Linked DNA regions of Sus scrofa: region 2 is linked to region 1. Evidence: chromatin contacts called from public HiChIP or PLAC-seq data. All regions are on one chromosome and are shown on one strand. Each heading gives the region's core, a stretch centred on a gene start, on an enhancer-like site or on the middle of the called end of the contact. The rest is flanking DNA. Distances are from core to core; before and after follow the strand shown.

Region 1 (3,064 bases), core at 337-2,836:
AGACTGTCTCCATGTGTCAAACTGAAGAAGGGTCTTGGCACTCGCGTTTATCGGACTAGGGGGTGGTGGTGGAAGGAGGGAGCGGGGACCTAAATTTTAACTGCTGCATGTGATGGCCCAGAATTTTAAGAAACGTAAGCATGCCAGACCAGTGTGGATATGAGAAAGCAACTCTGCAGCAGAGGTGGTGGCAAAGGCAAGACCTGAACCTCCCGGTGAGCAGCTACGTGGCACTAAGCAAACAGTGTTTCGTCTCCCCCACCCTCTGCTTCCGCCCCAACCCTTTTTCCCTTTGGTTACCAGTTGCTCCAGATGCCGTAGAGTAGTTCGACAAAAGCGAAAGAGAGGTTCAGGCACAGGAAGAAAAACAGGTTCCGAGACGTCTTGTCCGACAGGATGGACCTAGGCATGACACAAGTGGGGAAGAGCCGGGAAAGTCAAAGCGGGCCGGGACCCGGAGGCTGGGTTCTCCTTTCAAGACCCTCCCAGTCCACACTTTCAAAACGAGGGTGTCCCCGACGCTCCCTCCCTGGACCTCGAGCCATCCTTAGGTTTGGGCCTTCTCCCCTTCTGCCAGACATCCCCATCCCGCAAACACAGCACCCCGCACCTAAACCAGCCCGAGATCTTGCCGAACAGATTGAACTTGGGTGGTTTGTATTCATCGTCCTTGATGGACAGGGGCAACATCTTCTCTGCCCGGCGAAGGGCCGGGTCTACACCCCACTAGTAGCGGCTCCGTGGGTGATGGTAGTGACAGTGGTGACGCCTCAGATGGGAAGCCCCGGAGCTTGTCCCGGGCCGCGCGCCGCTTCCAGACACAGACTCAGACACAGACTCAGACACACACACCCGGGAACCCGCCGACTTCCGGCCCGGGCCGCGCAACGCGTCCTGGGACGGGAAAGGGGGAAGGCGGGGCCGAGGGCGGGACTTGCGCGGTGGGGCGGGGCTTACGACAGGGGGCGGGGCTGCGCGGGTTTTTCTGCGAGTTAAAGGTGGTTGCAACGACTCGGTGTTCCAAAGGGCCGACCTGGGGTGGAGTCCCGCCACCTGGACTGAGGAGGAAAGTCCTGAGCTGGCCCTCTCACGGCCTGGGCTGGGTGGGAAGTTGAGAGCCCGCACTCGTCCACCCTGACCGCCTACCGCCGATGTTCCCGGATGCGCTGGCGTCCAGCGCCAGCCCTTTCGCCCTTACCCCTGTTATCATTAAGACCTGATGCCCTGGGCAGCAGTGCTTAAGAACCTAGGCCGCACGTTCTCTCGCCTTCACTCCACAGGAAGCGCAAATGATGGTTTTGCTGGGTGAACCCTGGACACCCACATCCTAACAATCCACCCCGCCCCGCCCCCCGAAAACAGCGCCTGACCTCTCCGTACTGCCACGCTGGAGGCAATCAATAAAGGTCTTCCGAAAGAATTTTAAATGTATTTAAGAGAACCCTTTAAAAGGAGCGCCGACGAGACTGGGTTGGAATGCAGGTTTGGTTAAGGCATTGCTTCCACGACAATTCTCAATCCGCAGATAACCCAAAACTCGAGTTCCTACACGTCCCCTTCACTTCCAGGTCATCCCGGAGGCCGCAGTCGCGGCTCTAACGCTCGTCAGAACCCCACTGCCCATCGCGAGGAAGTGCAGGAAAAACAGGCTCTTTGGTGGGACGCAGGGACGTGCGGAGCTCGGGGAGGCTAGCCCGACGGGCCTGTCCTGGGCACCCACGGTCGTTGGAACTCGTCTTCGGGCGTCTTTCCGGGAAATTGCTTGGGTAAGGTCAGGTGGTCCATCACCTGAATGAGTACAAGGTGTTGTCTTGGGGGAGAAATGGGGATAAAGGACGACCGGCTTTTGGAGGTGGGCTGGAAACTACAAAACCGAGCTTCTTGGGAACAGCCTTATAGTCTAACAGGAAGTGGAGCGTCACCGAAAGGGAGGGGTGGCCGCCCGGGACGGCCCCCTGCTTCAGGCTCTCTCTTTGCGGTCAGCGTTTCATCCAGGTTATCCATCCAGCGAGTGACGCCAAGTCCTTGCACGCTACTGGGTTTGGAAAAAAACAAAAAATGAGCAAGCGAGACGCCCCTTCCGTTTTATGATCACCAAGCTGCAAGCAAATAAATCGGCTGGTCCCACTGCAATCTTCTGCACTCGAGGTAAGGAAATACCAAAATGCTCTCATGTTAAAAATGTTCTGCAGTGAGCATATATGTGTTTTGCTCTCCTTGGAACTTTGTGAGTATGTGGGGTGGTGATTAGGTGGTTTTATTTTTAAAAACATAATTTATGTACTCTGCAATTTTTTTTAAATGTCCATGTTAATTAAAACTGCTTTATAAAAACAGCTAGATTCCAGAAATTAAGTTCTGGAAAGAGTACTTTGCCTTTCTAGGCATATATTTCATTATTTTAACTTAAAGAAATATTTTCAATTAGTAGCATTTATTTATATTTTTAGGAAGCTTTTATATTAGCCATAGACTGAATTTTATTCAACTGCACTGCCAGGGAAACATCAGTGGGTACAAACTGGGTTCAAGATAAATATTTCCATGGCAATTGAGTTTTTCTCCAAAGCTGCTTTATTTCAATATGATGTAACTTTGCTGGGGGGGGGGAGGTGAGGGTATATGGAAGTAACTAAATGTCAGCAACTGATTTGCAGCGTTCCCTTAACTCATCAAGGTCAGCTGGAATTTGAGCTTGTGTTTTTGTATTCTGCCTTTGAAGATAAATTCTGCATTTTATCTTATATTGCTTTGGATGAGAAATTGCTCAGCTGGTTTATAGAGAAATCTGCAATACCCTTTTTCATAATAGCTTTTAAATAAGTTGGAAAAATTGAAGTTTAATTTCAGTTGTATTGGTCCTGGGACTCCTAAGTCCCCACTCCTCACCCCCAAAATATAAGATAGCTATTCCCATGAGGGCCTTCTTTCAAAAGGCGGCAATGCCACTTCACATCTTTCATCCTTAAGTGGCAAAATTACCAACTGCAATACGAAAAGCATTTTACTAGAAATGGTAATTGGACACTTTAAATCACGAAAAGTTCTCTGAGTGGAAAATGTT
Region 2 (2,956 bases), core at 266-2,765, 490 kb after region 1:
GTGAATAGATGACAAATCTCTTGATATTGGAAGGAAAGATAAGGCAACATAAAATGAAGTTGGGAAGCAGTAATCCACAGAGGTAAAAAAAAAAATGTGAAAGAAAAGAAAACAGATAGTTTCTTGGGAGAAGGTAAAGTTAGGTAAAGTAGAAAAACGTGGGGAATTCCCCGTTTTGGCTCCATGGGTTAAGAACCCTACATGGTGCGGGTTTGATCCCTGGCCTCACTCAGTGGGTTAAGGATCTGGAGTTACTGCAAATTTCGGTGCAGGTCCCACGTTGCTGTGGCTATGGTGTAGGCTGGCAGCTGCAGACCCATAGCCCAGGAACGTCCATATGCACAGGTATGGCCCTGAAAAGAAAAGGGAAAAAAAAAAAAAAAAGAGGAAGAAGGTGTTATAGGGACCTTGGGAAGAAAAATAATTCAGTTCAAAGGCATAGCTACTTTACCTCTTTATACAAACACAGGCATATAGTATATTTTTAGTACCTATAAAATATTTTGTTGGAAAGTTAAAAAAATCAAAGTAGCAGAAGAGAGAGAGAGAATACACTGAAAGGCAAATAAGGCAAAAGTCTGACTTTGAGTAATATTAGTGAATTTATGAAATACATGAAATTTTGTTTTACAGCCACTCATCTTCAGTGTTGAGGATTTATGATTTTTCCTTTGTTCTGGCCTTTTCCTCTGTAATTCTTTAGACATCTGTACAGATTTTCATTCCTATTTAAGAGGCTAGAATAGAAAAGTATCATCCTGGACATTTCTACCAATTAGTTTCCTAGTTGCTGTGAGGAGGATTGACAATTAAAGCGCTAATCTTTTCTTTATCGGTTTCACCGACATCTATTCGGCATTTCTCCATGAGGCAGGTAAATCCAGGTACTGTGTCTGTGATGTATATTGCCTGTGTTGGGTAGCAACATCGTGCAGCATTATCCCAGAAGGAGAGGTAACCTCGATGACGTTTATCTCAAACCTGGTAGTCTTGTTCATCTTCCATGAAAAAAAAATCTAAAAGCCAATTTCAGTAACCAAGAACTTTCAATGAAGTGAGAAATGCCAGGCATTAGGAAGTATTCCAGCATAGACTTGACTCCACCATGGGTACAGACCCTTGCTACAGAGTACAGTACCGTCTCCTGTAACCAAGGTGGTTATATTAACAAGCTGAAGGAATGTTTCTGTTTTGTTTTGTTTTTTTTCCTTCCTACTTATCCTGCAGATCTTACTTCAACCTAAATTTCTCCAGGTGAATACCCTTCATGTTTCTTTAACATACTCTATTTCCTCCGTTACTTGGACCGAAAAGACGATCGTGAGGGCACATTACTTACACAGCAGTGCTTTACTCAGAAGCGTCACGGAAATTAAATTTGCACTGCCCTCCTCCCCACTTGGCTCCCCTCCCCCAGGCTCTTTCCCTCTCCGCAGGGCGCCCCGCCCCCTCTGGGGTTATTCTCAGCCCCGCCCCGCTCCCTGGTTGGCTCTTGGGTGGGAGGCTCGTTCCTTCGCTCTCCACCCGAGGCTTGGGGGAGGCGCGTTTTCCGGCTCCGGATAGGTCCCCGCCGGGGCAGCTCGTCCAACCCCGGAGCAGTTGTCATTTCCGGAGTAAGATGGCTGCAGCGCGTGTGCTGAGGACCTGGAGCCGCAATGCTGGGCGGCTGGTAAGCAGGTTGGGCAGATCTGAGGTCGGGAAGATGTGGTTGTCCGGCGTCACCTGGGGGAGGTGTGTTAACTTTGTCCTCCGAGTGCCTCGCGTGCAGGTCTCGCGTGATGGAAAGGTGGAGGGATGTGTGCACAACGAAGGGCAGCGAAGGTGGCGAGCCAACCTGGCTGGAGACCCAGTTTCTCTCCTTACCTGCGTGCGCTTCTGAGGTAACCCGGTCTTCCTCCCGCTCCATCTGAACCCCAAAGCCCAGCTCGACTTTGGCCCAGTAGCCATTCACTGAGCACCCTCTGGGTACCGGGCACTGGAGGTACGGAGATATACTATATTCATTCAGCATTTATTGAGCATCTCTTTGTCCCGGACGCTGGTAATTACGACTCCTGCCCTCGAGGAATTTACAGTCCAGAGGAGGAGACTGGGCAAGGAAACAACTCCTTAAGTCCTTGCTTGAGCAGCGGAGAGGTTCAAGCTTTGTTCTTTGGGCTTATACTTGCCTCCTACATCTGCACCGGTATCTTTCCAAACTTTTGTATCACCAGAGTTACCATTCATCACTATTTCCCCTTCTTGTCTCCCCTTTGACACAGTTCCCTTTGCTGAGATGAAACTGTTAACATCCCTGTAAGCATAGTGTTTCGTCCTATTTGCATAGCGTTTATCGTCCTGAGTCCACTCTTTTGGATTTTTCTACAGTGTTCGACCCCTGACGTTACAAAACCTTTCAAGAGCCTGCTATGTAGCAGGTACAGTGCTAGGAATTGGGGATGCAAATGTGAATAAGACTAGACTGAACTCTACCCTCTCAGTTTAATTACAGCCGTGCTGTCTGGCACAGGGCAGAGAGAGAAGGATATTAAACAAGCAATTACAGCACAGCACGAAAAGATGAGGCAAATGCCCAGAAAATACTGTGAGATTTGAAATTTGTGAAAACTAAGTAGGAGGTAACCAGAAGAAAGCCTGCCTTCTTTTGAAAGCTCTTCATCCTTGTTTTCTCTGACACCAACTTCCCGATATTACTCTTCCCACATCTTTGAACACTTGATCCCAACCTCCTCCTTTTTCCCTGCCTAACTGGTAAATATTGGTGTTTCTAAAGGTTCTGACTTGGCAGTCTGTATTTCATGCACGTCCTGGGTTACCTCATCCAGTTCTTTGATTTAAGTTGCCATTTATATGCTGATGATTCCTGAAGTTCCCATCTCTGAGCCAGCTCTACTCCAGACCTATCATATGTCTTACTCTCCTGGAAATCTTCAAATTGAATGTGTATTAGGTGTTT

What was found. HiChIP or PLAC-seq counts read pairs in DNA pulled down with a chosen protein or histone mark.
Region 2: an H3K27ac HiChIP or PLAC-seq map of alveolar macrophages shows a contact between it and region 1. The contact joins the promoter of DBT here to the promoter of EXTL2 in region 1. A contact is called at or near these places in 2 of 2 datasets of contacts at active chromatin or transcription factors (alveolar macrophages and skeletal muscle).

The regions. Positions count from the first base shown.
Region 1 is chr4:117,395,625-117,398,688 of Sscrofa11.1, forward strand. EXTL2 (exostosin like glycosyltransferase 2) reads left to right here and starts at 1,587. Exons shown (of 5, transcript NM_001243549.1): 1 at 1,587-2,148. It overlaps SLC30A7 (solute carrier family 30 member 7), which reads right to left and starts at 759. Exons shown (of 11, transcript NM_001136211.1): 1 at 611-759; 2 at 301-402. The coding sequence starts at 690.
Region 2 is chr4:117,883,142-117,886,097 of Sscrofa11.1, forward strand. DBT (lipoamide acyltransferase component of branched-chain alpha-keto acid dehydrogenase complex, mitochondrial) reads left to right here and starts at 1,516. Exons shown (of 11, transcript XM_003481505.4): 1 at 1,516-1,669. The coding sequence starts at 1,619.